Linked DNA regions of Mus musculus: region 1 is linked to region 2. A link is a contact called in public HiChIP or PLAC-seq data. All regions are on one chromosome and are shown on one strand. The core of a region is the stretch at or near the end of the contact, and the rest is flanking DNA. Distances in the headings are between cores, read along the strand shown. Region 1 has its middle 22 kb from the start of Gm15942. Region 2 has its middle 25 kb from the start of Ncald.

What was found. HiChIP or PLAC-seq counts read pairs in DNA pulled down with a chosen protein or histone mark.
Region 1: an H3K27ac HiChIP or PLAC-seq map of oligodendrocyte precursor cells shows a contact between it and region 2, with 4 times the contacts expected there. The contact joins two enhancer-like sites. A contact is called at or near these places in 2 of 484 Hi-C or Micro-C datasets (both in embryonic stem cells), 1 of 115 datasets of contacts at active chromatin or transcription factors (oligodendrocyte precursor cells) and 1 of 9 other capture datasets (pancreatic islet).

The regions. Positions count from the first base shown.
Region 1 is chr15:37,718,572-37,725,544 of GRCm38.p6, forward strand. It overlaps a transcript of Ncald not described here. Among named protein-coding and RNA genes, the nearest start is that of Gm15942, 22 kb to the left of the region's middle. Within about 2 kb of position 4,455, at least 18 of the 459 cell types and tissues checked have an H3K27ac peak or open chromatin away from gene starts, as enhancers often do. A contact at or near this core is called in oligodendrocyte precursor cells, where this site is marked.
Region 2 is chr15:37,481,126-37,488,533 of GRCm38.p6, forward strand. It overlaps a transcript of Ncald not described here. Among named protein-coding and RNA genes, the nearest start is that of Ncald, 25 kb to the left of the region's middle. Within about 2 kb of position 1,471, at least 5 of the 459 cell types and tissues checked have an H3K27ac peak or open chromatin away from gene starts, as enhancers often do. A contact at or near this core is called in oligodendrocyte precursor cells, where this site is marked.

The DNA.
Region 1 (6,973 bases), core at 3,205-5,704, 240 kb after region 2:
ATGTGCATGTGTGTATATGCATGTGAATATGCATACATGAGTGGGGGGGTTGTGCATGTACATGTATGTGCATGTGTTTAGGGAAGCCCCTGGACACCAGGAGAAGAAGCTGAATCACTGGAGGTGGAATTGCAGGCAGTTGTGAGCTCCCTGATGTGGCTGCTGGGAGCCAAGCTCAGGTCCTCTGGAAGAGCAGCCGATGCGTTAACCACTGATCCATCCCTCCAATCCCAAAAGTGTCCTTTCTTGTTTCATCTGGTTTGTTGTTATTGTTGTTGTGGTTTTTAAAAACATAAGAATTCAATGGCCCACACGGCTACATACACACTCTGTCCCTAAACAGAATGCCCTCATTCCCTCCAGCCATAACATATCTGCCCTGCGTTCTCCACCTGCTCAGACACCCATGATGCCCTTATGGTGGGCAGAATAACGGCCTCAAAGATGTTCTTGTTTCTCTCCTCAGAAAACTGAATTGTTATACCACCAGGAAAGGGGCATGATTAAGGTTAACAACTTCATATGTTTCATGAGTCTAGAAATGCAGGCAAGCGGTGATGTGAAGATTCTGTCTTTGAAATGCGGGCACCCCTCTTAGCTAGCAAAGGTATACGAATACATAATTCCTTAGATCGTTTCAGAAAGGCATGAATGAACCCTGCCAATACCTTGATTTTAGCCCAGTGAGACCCATGGCAGCCTTCAGATCTACAGAATAATAAGTCAGTTTCTTGTATTTCAGATATCAAGTCTGTGGTAATTTCTCAGGACAAACACAGTCCTGTTTGTATTTCTTCCACTTGGAGTGTTCTTCCTCACCATGACTAACTGTAAATGCTCCCCCGCCCACATGTTCCTTGGCTACAGTCACTCCATGAACGCTTAGCTGAAGCTGTGTTCCAGTCAGGTTACATAGTCACTCTAAAACATGTGCTTCCAGGTCTCTGTGCAGCTACCTTAAGTGGGCATAGTGACAGTTGTAAACAGACCCCACCATCTTCCCATAATACCCTATCCTTGGCAGCCAAGACCATACCTTTTCCCTTAGTTCATGTTTTATCACATATCAGACATTCCATGGTCATGAAAGTGAATGCATGAGTGCATGTTTAACTACAACAACTACAACTATCAAAACCCCATACCCACTAACTGTTAGGCAGAAGGGGAAAGCCCTTTTCTCCATGACAAGACCTGGGTGACCTTCCACCCTCAGATTGGGTGACATATTTGTCATCCCTTGAGCATTCTAGCTATTTATAGTGCTGTGGTCCTCCAACTTTGTGCATGGGGCTTGTTTGGACGGCCTAGCCCCGAGGATCCCAGGGGAGGCAGGTGTGCGATGGATAAGCAAACGTGGTCCTAAGAAGCCTGACAGCCACTGTTGTAGGCCTGGCTTATGTGCTCTCAGGTTCTGACCACCTCTGGCTTCTCTGGAAGACTATGCAGACTTCACTTCCAAGCCCAGGTACTGGCCAGCATCACCCCAGCCCACTGTGAATGAGGGAAAAACAACCCCTTCCTCTCTTCCCTAAGCACAGAGCCTTTCTAATAGAGCTCAGCACCTCCTCAGCTGCCCCAGTGCACGGTCCTTTTCCCAGGAATTGTTGCAACACCTCTCTCTCCCTTGTCTGAACCCCAGAGCTTGGTGATAAGACAGAGCAGCAGCAGCAGCAGCTGGGCCTGAGAAGCACTAGGCTGCCAGACAAGTGTGGAAAACCCAGCAGCCTTGAGAGCATGTCTTTGGGTTCACATTACAGCTGACTGAATTGTTTCCAAAATCTGTTTCAGGCCTTGGCTGCATCATCCCATCTGGAAGCAAATCAGCACTGATTGGCCTCATTTCCACCCTTCACATTAGGGCACTTGTGGTAGAAAGAAGCTCCGTTGTGCCTTTCCATGGATGAGAGACACACTGTTCACCTCCTGTCACCTCTGCCATGCTCACATCCCCCCTATTTTTCCATATCCCTAGTCTTGCAAACCTGGTACGATCCAAAAATTCTACCTAAACCATCCCGAGACACACAGTCCCTCTCTCTGAGATGGAAGGTGGGTGAGACACAGAGGCCCTGAGGAAACGGACTCTCATGTGAATGATAATAGTAGGTCAGATCTGCAGAGTGGACAAGGGGTTCATGACAGGGTCCTCACTGGGAGACACAAACACCCCTGCCATCGTCCCTCCCAGGAGGACAGAGAGCCACAGGCCCAGGTGTACAGACTCTCCACCAGTCTGAGGCCACCCACACTGTGGCCTACACACACAGAAAGCTGGTCATACAGGCAAGAAAGTTCCACTGCCTGTCAAAGTGTCATCTACTGTGTTTGCAGTTGCCTCTTGCCAGTGACTACCCTCCCAACACCAGCAGAGAGACACTGGCATCTCCCTTTCCAGTGAAATCCAAAATGGGACTTGCAACATTATGGCTGCTGAGAGCTGGGCATGTCAGCTATGTCACGGCTCCTTGGAAAACGAGAAATAGGAAGTGTTGGTCCAGGTCTCCAGTTGTTCTGACTTTATGAAACTGAACTTTTGCAGTCATTTGAATAATAATTTTAAATGTATTCAACACTTCATTCAAATTCTCTTCCCAGGACTGTTTTCATTCCACATCAGCTGCTGCAGACCTCCGTAGTCGGCAGAATTTCCAGGCATGCATAAACATAAGCAGATACACAGCCACTTACCCAAGAGAAGTTTCACGTACACAGGGAAGTTATTTTTAACTACGGAACCCAGTCAAAACTTTGTATGAAGCAAAATCAGCCAAGAATGAAATTGGTAGACCAAATGATATTTTCATTTTATCTTCTATTTTTACATTCCTCCTAGACATTTCTATCCACGAGTCAAAAGGAACAAAAGGCTGACTGACGATGGTCTCAGTGGCGATGGGAAAAACATAGCCCTGTTATTTTCTGACTCTTCTGCTCAGTGTAAACCTACATATAAGTAGGCTCACATCTCCCTGGTAACATTGCTGCTCTTCAAACGTGTCAGAGTGGAAGTGATTTGTGAAAAGAGAAAAATTAGCTGGGCATGGTGGTTCACACCCAGTGCTTGAGAGGCAGGGGAATTTCTGTGAGTTCACGGACAGCCTAGTTTACAAAGCAAGTTCCAGGACAGCCAGGACTGGTACACATAGAAATCCTGTCTCAAAAAAAAATCAATAAAAGAAAAGAGGGGGAGGGATGGATTTCTATAATGAACGGATATAATGAAACAAAAATTATTGACCTTCTGAGACTTCATCTGTCTTTTTCCCTGATGTGGTCCTAATGACTATGGCTATGATTGCCCCATCAGTGTACTCAGTGAAGCCCATTGTTTATAGACTAGGGATCTAGCTTAGTGGTGGAACACTTAGCTTCCTGGTATGAGCCCCTGGCAGGTCCTAGTGTTTGGGGAGGCTATGAGACCTTTAGGGGATGGGATCTGGCTGATTGAGGTAGGTTGACAAGGGTGGACCTTGGAGTGCTACAGACCAGCTCTATTTCTAGTCTCATCTCTACTTCTGAGTCCATGAAGATGGGAAGAGCACCCACTGTAGCTGCCCATCACCCAGGGACCAAGACCCACCAAGCCTTTCAGACCTTGGTGGGTTGATGACCCCCTGAAACCATGAGCCAAACCATATTCTTCTTCCCTGAAGTTGCTTCTACCACACATTTTGGCTGTAGCAACTAGAACAGTAACTAGATGCACACACCAGGGTGCGTAGCTACCTGACCAGTGTCCTAGACTGTATAGCTCAGCTCTCGACCAACAATGCTTCGCAGTAAACAAACACAGGCATCCTCTTCTGACCACCCACTGTTGGTTGGCCAGAGTTTAGCTAGTCTTGACTGGGATCAGCTGGATGCAGGTAGCTTCCCGTTATCTATAGTGCTAGAAGCAGCATATTTCTTCACAGAAAAGGAGTACTTGGTGAGAAGCCACAAGCTCCTCTCAAGCCTACTTCCATGTCTCATAATACCCTACCGGCCACAGCAAGTCCTATGGCTGGCTCAGTAGGCCAGAGCTGGAAAAGGCGACTCTTCTGTGAAGAGGTGGCTCTGGGGCATATCTCCCATGGTGCAGCACCTCCAAACCTTGAATAAAATACTCCCCACTTAAGAAAGAAAGGACCCCAAGGACCTCCAGAGATGACCAAAGGTATTTTATTTTAATTCAGCTAACCACACAGAAATACAAAATGACTTATGTAAGCCTTGTTTGCCTTCTCAGCACTCTAAGAACAGTGGTACAAATTAAATTCAAAACTTTAAAGCTAATAAAATTCAAAACAACATTAGCAGCACGCAAACGATTCTATTGTTTCATTGAATCTAAATTGCTGTTCTCAGCTTGCATAAGGCATTGACTGTTGAGGCCCAAAGTGAGTATACTATGTGTGCCAGGGGAAGACCTGCTTCCAAATTCTCTTCTCCAACTGAAACAGCACTCTTATGTCATCTGGCATGCACACCACACAAGTGCACTGTTGTATTTAGCCTGCTTCTGGATCTCTCTCATTAGATCATGACTGGAAATGAATTCCTACTTAGCCCCCCGGCTCCTACAAGCAGGATGAGTGGGAGGGGACATAAGCATGTGTTGTATTAAGGGACATCCAGAATAAATGGACCTTTTAAAAAGGTATTCCATTGAAACCTCAAAGTATTTAAAGCTCTCATTGAGAAGTCTCAGAGAAACCAACCCCTGTTTAAGGAACACTGAGACCAGAGCTATGGTTTGAATTCAGGCTTCAAAATTAAGGCACTGAAATGTGGTGGCCAGTGGGTAGTATCAGAGCTGGGGCCTTTAAAGGGTGTGACGGTGCTTTCCCTCGAAGTGTGACTGAGACCTTGAAGCAGACTTCACAGTCCACACAGTTGCCCTTCTGCCTCTGTGAGCTCACAGTTTTCTTCCTCTCAGGGATACACTGACAAGATCCCACCATGGAACGCAAAGGCAGCCAGGACACAACCAAACCTGCTGGCATTCAGGTTTGGATCTCCCAGCCTCCCAAACTATGAGACAACAACCTTCTCTTCTTCATCAATCCTCTAGTCTGAGATATTCTGCCATAGTAGCAGCATGGATTGTGACAGCGGCTTTCACACACTTCTTTGCACACAGTGGAGACACCCAGAGCCAGCCCCATCCACGATGTGCACCTGCATCTGCCCCTCCATGTCATTCTTATGGTTTCTTGTACTCACAGTTACCCACATTTCTACAATATCAAGCTTGTTCTGGGGCTCAAGCATGCCTTTGAATGACTGTTTAAAACACAGACCAAAAGCCAGGCGGCTGTGGTACACACCTTTGATCTCAGCATTTGGGAGGCAGAGGCAGGTGGATCTCTGTGAGTTTGAGGCTAGCCTGGTCTACAAAGGGAGTTCTAGGACAGTCAGGGCAACACAGAGAAACCCAGTCTCAAAAGGAAAACAAAAACAAAAGCAAAAAAAAAAAATGCCTAGAAGACAGGAGAGCCTACTTCCTCCACCCTCTTCAACCACTTGCATTCTTGGTGGGCCTTCCTGCCAGGGCACAGGAACAGACCCAACCAACAGACTCTTCCAGGAATCTCAGTCTCCAGTGACAGAATATCAGGAAGCAAAATAGTTGCTGCTGCTTCCTCTTGAAGTGAGTCCTGGAAGACTCCCCTCAGGCCCTCAGAAGCATCCCACCTCTGTCTGAGGCCACCCTTGCAGCCCATGCACTTCCCTCAACCCCAGGAAGAGTCCCATGGCTCTTTTTGTTCCTTTTTGGCTGAAGTAGCCAGAGTTGGTTTCAGAGCCCCGACTGATAAATATTCCAACGCGAGTTTCTAAACATAAACAGTCTCAAACAAGGCAATGATTACAGGAACAAATGTAACTGTGTTTGCCTTTAGGTTCCCAAAACAGAAGTGACCTCATTCCCAAATACTGTTTATACTGCATGTTCAGCGGCTGCAGCCCTGAGTTAACTCTTTCCCTGCCATTCTGCAGCCCCAGAATCTCCCCACTGCCAGGGATCAAGGTATAGCCACAGGAGGTCGCTTTCAGAATCCTCAAAACAGAGCCAAGTGCAAGTGCTACCATGTGCAGTCCTGCTCAGTAAACCTGGTCACTCTAGTACACAATGGAGTTGCCATTTTGTACACTGAAAACACAACAAAGGTGTTTCTCGAATATACTGGTAACAATATCGATAATAGTGGCAAACACCGGTGTGCCGCTATGCACGAGGCAGTGTTCTGGGGACAGACAAGTGTTAGCTTACTAGATCCTCCCAAAGGCCCTTACTGTTTTCTGCCCAATTTCCTATGTGAAGAACGAATAGAGAGATGCTAAGTAGCTTGTCCTGTTTGCTGGTAAGCAGCAGGGGGTGGGAGGGAGAAATTAAAGCCCATGAGATCCACCAATAGTTCCTGCTTCTATCCAATCCTTGTCCTGCCTTCCACATGACAAGGACATGCCAGACCAAGGTCACCACAGGCCCTGGAGAACAGAGTCCCCGCTTTTAACCCCCACATCACCTTATGGGAAGGGAGATGATCATCAGACGGCTCTCAAGGGACACAGTTCATTCCATTCTTTCCTTGTTACCAAGGGACCTAGAAAGCCATGAAGATAAAAGCAACGACAGTATGTATTTTACTTATTTTTAGACAGAGACTCCCTGGGTGCCCTGGCTAGCCCGTAACTTGTTATTTACAGGTTGGCCTCAGACTCACAGAGATCTACCTGCCTCTGGCTAGCCTGTAACTTGTCATTTACAAGCTGGCCTCAGACCCACAGAGATGGACCTGCCCCTGCTTTGCTTTCCTTATGTTTGATGTAAAGACGCTCGTTACGACACTCAGCTTCATGGTGTGCTTTGCAGATACTGTGCGAGCACACCTCAGGTGTCCATCCAGACTTGGACCCACTAGCTGGAACTATTAACTAAGTTCACTCAGAAAGATGTCATAAAGCCCTTCCTCTTGCCACATCCGAG
Region 2 (7,408 bases), core at 221-2,720:
AGGATTTATTGTATCTGTATGTGTGCGAGCTTGCGTGCATGTGTGTGCATGTGTGTACCAGTGCTTGTAGAAGGTGTCAGAACCCCTGAAGCTGTAGGTACAATTGACTGAGGCACTGTGTCCATGTTGGGAACTGAATCTGGAACCTCTGCAAGAAGTGCAAGTGTTCTTAAACCGAGCTATCTCTCCAGACCCTGTATCCACATATATTATGTATATATGTATACGACCTCATGGCAGCAGATGGGAAGGGAGGGAAAGGAGATGTAGGAGAACAGGGAACAGTGGGAGGAGATTAAGATGCAACTATAACTATATGTACATGTATATGTATATATGGCATATAAGAACATGTCCCAGTAAAATGATTCTTTGAACCCTAACAAAAAATAACAGGAGTAAAACAGAGTAGGCAAGAAAAATGAATATCACCATCATAAGGGCATCCAACAATGAAGAAATATTTATTCAAGAAAATGTAGAACTGTGAAAAAGCACCGAGGTTTCACAGCACTAGTGTGAGTGCCCCCCCTCTCCTGTCCTCCCCCTCTCCTGTCCTCCCCCCTCTCCTGTCCTCCCCCTCTCCTGTCCTCCCCCTCTCCTGTCCTCCCCCTCTCCTGTCCTCTCCTGTCCTCTCTCTTTCCCGTGTACAGGTAGGTCAGTGTGATGGTCTCTGCTTTCTGGGAAGGCAGAGCATCTTTTTTGTCTTCAATTTTAAATCAAGGGACTCAGCCTCTGCCTGGGAGCAGCAGATGACCAGTAGCTCTCCAGCTCTGAGGTTCAATCCCTTGTGCATGTAGCCATGCAATTAGGGGCTTCTTCCTTTTCTCTTTTACTAAAGAAATTATTTAAAATGTATTATTACTATTCATCATCATCAGTATTATATGTGTATGTGTGTGCACACGCACAGCATGTATGTGAAGTCAGAGGACAACTTTCAGCAGTCAGTTCTCTCTCCCATCATGAGTTTTTGGGATCCAGGGATTGAATTGAGATTGTCAAAAGCGGCTTTGTCCTTTGAAAACAGAGTTCACAGTACAGGAGAGCAGGCCTATTAAAACAGCCATAATGCAAAGACTTAAAAGGCTGAGGCAGGAGGATCATGATTATGAAGTCAGCCAGAGTTGCCTAGTTGCCACCCTAAACTACATACTGAGATCCTGAATCAACAAAGAAAACTATTTAAGCAACTGAAAAAAAGCAATGATAACAGAGGAAACTGGTGTCCCAAACCTCCACATTTATATTGCCTTAAAGGGGCAGCTTTTCATAAAAAGTCATAAAACAAAGAAGCATGTAACAGACAGACAGACAAAGAGAGAGACAGACAGACAGATTACGTAGATGATAGAGAGACTGACAGACAGACAGGCTATAATGTAGACAAAATAGCTGCTTCTGAGAGATGCAGTATTGTATGTAACAGACTTCACAGCAGCCATTATAAAGATGCTAAGAGAGCAAAAGGAAGCCATGGTTTATGAGATGAAAGAAACCACTGTGGCAGTGTTTCATCAAATAGAAAACACCAAATAGAGGCAGAAGTTGTGTGAAAGAACAAAATGGAAATGCCAGGGAGTTCCCAGAAATGCTGGAGTAAAACGTCAGTCTAGAAAATGAATGGTAGAAAAAAAGAACCTGTGAGGTTGAAGGTGGATTAGCAGAGAGGATGCAACACACAGGACAATGTGGGGCACCATCATGACCAAAGCAGGCACACACACACACACACACACACACACACACACACACACACAGACACACCACACACACACACACACACACACACACACACACACACACACACACACACCACACCACACACACACACCACACACCACACACCACACACCACACACACACACACACACACACACACACAAACACACACCACACCACACCACACACACCACTTTTCCAAATGAAAGAAAAGCCACACCCTAAGCATCCAATACACTCAGTCAAGTCCAACTGGGCTAGGCACAGAAGGTTCCTTAGTCATCTATATTATAGGGGAAAAAAAAGTGCTCAGAGACAAAAGAGAGTATAGGAAGCAGCAGGGGAGGGCAGGTACTCCTGTAGGTAAGCCAGTTGCTAAGAACTCTGAGGACTGCAATTCAGAACCCACAGAAAATCGAGGCAGGTGGTGTAGCTCACTCTAATCTCAGCACATAGGACAGAGGATCCCCATGGCAAGGTGGCCAGCTAGACTAGCAGACTTTAGCACATAAGGTGGAGAATGTTTGAAAAAGGCATCTAGTGTCAATCTCTGTCCTCCATACACTTGTGCATGTACACACACACACACACACACACACACACACACACACACGCACACAGGAGGCCATATGCATGAGACATGAGAACACGCATAAATATGCATGCATACCATAGACATTGCAATGAGACTATATGTACACCTACACACATGAGAACATGGATATACATATGTGCATACACATACATATAGTAAAAGAAAACTTGCTCATCACATCCATGGGAACAAGAATAACAACTGATCTTCCAACAGAAATAATGGAGGACAGAAAGCAGTAGGAAGGCATAGACATAGTGAACGGCTAAACCAATGCTATGCCTAGCACCTCATAGTGCCTCATGCTTTGTGGCTTATATTTTTAAAGCCTGCATTTCTACTTCATACACTTGATGACACCTAAAACTGCAGCACAACATCATACTTAGCTATTAGACGAGAGAAAGAGAAAATAGAACAGAAATATATTGGCTTGCTGATATTAGCTTTTCTTCTAAGGAAGGCATCCATTAAAAAAGCAATACACAGGGAGATAAAGAGATGGTTCAGTGGTTTAAAGCACTGGCTGTTCTTTTTTTTTTTTCCATTTTTTATTAGGTATTTAGCTCATTTACATTTCCAATGCTATACCAAAAGTCCCCCATACCCCCCCTCCCCTACCCACCCACTCCCCCTTTTTGGCCCTGGCATTCCCCTGTACTGGGGCATATAAAGTTTGCAAGTCCAATGGGCCTCTCTTTGCAGTGATGGCCGACTAGGCCATCTTTTGATACATATGCAGCTAGAGACAAGAGCTCCGGGGTACTGGTTAGTTCATATTGTTGTTCCACCTATAGGGTTGCAGTTCCCTTTAGTTCCTTGGGTGCTTTCTCTAGTTCCTCCATTGGGGGCCCTGTGGTCCATTCAATAGCTGACTGTGAGCATCCACTTCTGTGTTTGCTAGGCCCTGGCATAGTATCACAAGAGACAGCTATATCTGGGTCCTTTCAGCAAAATCTTGCTAGTGTATGCAATGGTGTCAGCGTTTGGAAGCTGATCATGGGATGGATCTCTGGATATGGCAATCACTAGATGGTCCATCCTTTCGTCACAGCTCCAAATTTTGTCTCTGTAACTCCTTCCATGGGTGTTTTGTTTCCTATTCTAAGAAGGGGCAAAGTGTCCACACTTTGGTCTTCATTCTCTTGAGTTTAATGTTTTTAGCAAACTGGCTGTTCTTACAGAGGACTCTGATTCAGTTTTTAGCACCCACATGGCAGCTCACAATTATTCTGGGGGATTCAACACCCTCTCTGACCTCTGTGGGCACCAAGCATGCATGTGGTACAGACATACATACTGACAAAATGTTCATACACATAAAAATCTAAAGAAATAATAATAATAATAAGCACCATGTTCAAAGAACTACTGACACCTAGTTTTTCAAAGATGTTTCTATAATGATGTTTGCACAGACATATATAAAACAAGTGTCCTAACATTGCAACTAATGTGACTCTTACCAGTGTTTAGAAATCCCAGTAAGGCAGCTGTAGTGGTGGTCAATGGTTAGGAAGTTAGGAACACTGTCTGCTCTTCTAGAGAGCCTGGGCTTGATTCCCAGCACCCACATGGTGTCTAACCGCCTGCAACTCCAGTCGCAAGGAAGCTGCACCCTCTTCTGATTCTGTGGGCACAGCACTCACTTGGTACACAGACATACATACAGCCAGAACACCCATACACAAATATAAACAGTTTTAAATATTAAAAAAAAAAGTCTTGATGTAGCAAAAATAATCAGGACAATCAAAGCTTATATCTTCTGATATCTATAAAATGTTAATTTTAGGAAAAAAAACCTGTTTTATTGTATTTTCTCAAAAAGTTGTCTGTCCAAAGGATGTGGACATCAATATTCTCTAGATCACTCAGCAACTGATTTAAGTTACTCTGTTTGTGAATGTGCTAGATGGATATTCCTCTCCTCCCACCCTTATCTATGGAATTTATGAAGACATTTTTCACAGAAAAGAGGAATTCAAGGAGTTACAGAGACAAAGTGAGGATCAGAGACTGAGAGAATGACCATCCAGACCTGGGGATCCATCCCATATACAATCACCAAACTCAGACATTATTGCAGATGCTAACAAGTGCTTGCTGACAGAAGCCTGATATAGCTCTCTCCTGAGAGGCTCTGCCAGTGCCTGACAAATACAGAAGTGGATGCTTACAGCCATCCATTGGCCTGAGCACAGGATCCCCAATGAAGGAGCTAGAGAAAGTACCCAAGTAACTGAAGGGGTTTGCAGCCCCATAGGAGGAACAACAATATGAACTAACCAGTACCCCCAGAGCTCCCAAGGACTAAACCATCAACCATAGAGCACACATGGTGAAACTCATGGCTCCAGCTGCATATGCAGCAAAGGATGGCCTAGTCGGTCATCAATGGGAGGAGAGGCCCTTTGTCCTATGAAGGCTCTATGCCCCAGTGTAGGGGAATGCCAGGACCAGGAAGCAGAAGTAGGTAGGTTGGTGAGCAGGGGGATGGGGGAGGGGATGGGGGGAGGGTGTATTTTGGAGGGGAAACCAGGAAAGGGGATAACATTTGAAATGTAAATAAAGAAAATATCCAATAAAAAGAGAGGAATTCAGGACACCCAAAAGCTGACTTTTAAAATAGGAATCCTTCAGACCACCTAGTCTTGCCAAATGTTTCCATCTTTGAAAATGGATGAAGGAAGGGGTCAGGAAGCAAAACGAGGGTGGCCCGTAGAGTCTGGACAGCTATAGGCAATAGATCATCCATTAGAGTCTACAGCAACAAAGCTCGATGTTGAGTTTAGTCCAGTGAGACCTGTTTCAGGACCTCTGATCTGTAGACCTGGGGTATAAACATTGGTGCTCCCTGAATTCATGAATCCCCAGTGGTTTGTTATAGCAGCTGCAGAACAGGGACATGGCTCCATCATGCTATGGCAATGAAGAGGAGTCCTGCCTGAAGGAGCTAGTGGGGAGAGGGGGAGAGGAAATGTCTCAAGGGGAGTCTAAGAGGGTGCAATGGGGTTTCAGTGCAATGGCAGAGGGTGGTCATCCTTCCACCTGGGAGCAGAACCACTCTACAAGAGCTGTTGAGTGTCTTTAGGAGGCCTCCTTGGGACAAAGGGCTGCAGAGATGCATAAATGTTTCTTTTATTTCCTCAGATGATGGGATGACATGAGAACCACACCCAGGCTTTAAAAAAAAAAAAATGCCTGGCTTGGGCTGAGCCCAGAGTGTTTTTGACTATCTGTAGGCCCAGGCCTGGAAGCTTCTAACCTCTGTCTAATCTAGTCTTCTATAAGCCTGGACCTTGCAAACTTCAGCTTCCACATGCTCACCTAGATCTAGAATGTTTCAGCCTCTGAGACTTACTGCTGGGTAAGCTCACTCTTTCTAGCTCTTTCTGAATGCTAGCTGGCTAGTTTGACTCAGCTGTTCTGGCTCAAACCCCTCTCTAAGTTGTCTGATTCAAACTGGCTTCTCACCAAATTGCTCTGCTTGGCCTCAAACTAACTCCAACAATTTTGTTCTAATCTTCTGAGTCCTTCTCATTCTCTGCCTCCTTCTGGCTTCACCTGCAACCTGGCTTTGTAAAACTGTCCCTGGTAAAAATGCCTTCTCTCTCTCTCTCTCTCTCTCTCTCTCTCTCTCTCTCTCTCTCTCTCTCTGTGTGTGTGTGTGCTGTGCTCTTCAATTGCCTTTCCTTCCTGACTACTACTGTGAGAGTTGAGCGTAGTCTATCTCTGACCCATTCTGTCAAATCTGTCTCTAATCCATCACGTTGTCTGTCTCTCAATTAGACATCACTTTCAAATATGGTGGTTTTCTTCTACAAACTAACGTCACTATCATTGTTTGTGATTAAAGGTGTGTACTAAGGGCGGATCTGTATTCCAGCCAGAGGGATTAAATGTGTCTACTAAGGGCATGTCTGTATTCCAGCTGGATCACACAGACCTAGAAGGTCTTTGGATGTGATCTCTTGCCAGAGCAGCCACATTGCTGGATTAAGATTCCCCTACATAGATGCCTTTAGCAGGGTTTTTTTTTTTTTTATTATCTCAGGTCAGAGGTTGTACTAAACAGCAAGCAAGAGACAAAAGCAAGGTCGATACCATGTGGGTTTTGTTTGCTTGTTTGTTGTCTCATTTAATACTGTTGGAAGATTTATTTATTTATTTACTTACTTACTTATATTTTATTTGGATGAGTGTGTTTCTACATGTATGTCTGTGCATCATGTGTGTTCCTGGTGCCAGCAGAGACCAGAAGTTAGAGCCACATCTTCCGGAACTGGAGTTACAGATTGGTGTAAGCCTACCATGGAGCTGTAGGAACTGAATCCAAGTGCTCTTGACTATTGAGCGACCTCTCCAGGCTCAAGGCTGTGCCTATATCATCTCCACAGAAGGTCTGACCAGCACTTTAGGACATGTTTGGCCCCAGGAATGATGGGATGGTAAATTTATGAGCTGTCCCAAGGCATCCTCTTGTCAAACCTGCCTGGAGGACATGTTAGTTTTCTGCACTTGTTATGTGTATGCATGTATGTGTCTGTGCACTCATGTGTGATATGTTTAAATCATAAATATCAGCAAACAAATAACTAAGATTCAAGATTCAAATTCTCTCTGAAGAGGCCGTGTGGATTCAAGGGTCACCAGTAGAGACAGAATTGTCTCATTCCAGTCCATTCCCATCCTGATTTCCTCCATGAAAGTGAGATTCTCATTATCAAGTTTCTGGTAACACAAAGTTGTCCATATTTCCTGAGACCTGCTATGATATTAGCAACTTCAACAAGAAGAGCCCAGAGTCACTGTACTCATGTGTGGCAGAGATAGGAAAGTAAAACATCTCCCAGAGCGATAAGAGTTGGTACAGGCCTTTTCTCTAAGTAGGTTCTCTCTCTCTCTCTCTCTCTCTCTCTCTCTCTCTCTCTCTCTCTCTCTCTCTCCTCTTTCTTCTGAGACATTTCTCTATCTAAGTCTGGCTATCCTGGAACTTACTCTGTGAACCAGGTTGGCTTTGAACTCAGAGATCTGCCTGCCTCTGTCTCCCAAGTGCTGGGATTAAAGAAGTGAGCCACTACCACTTGG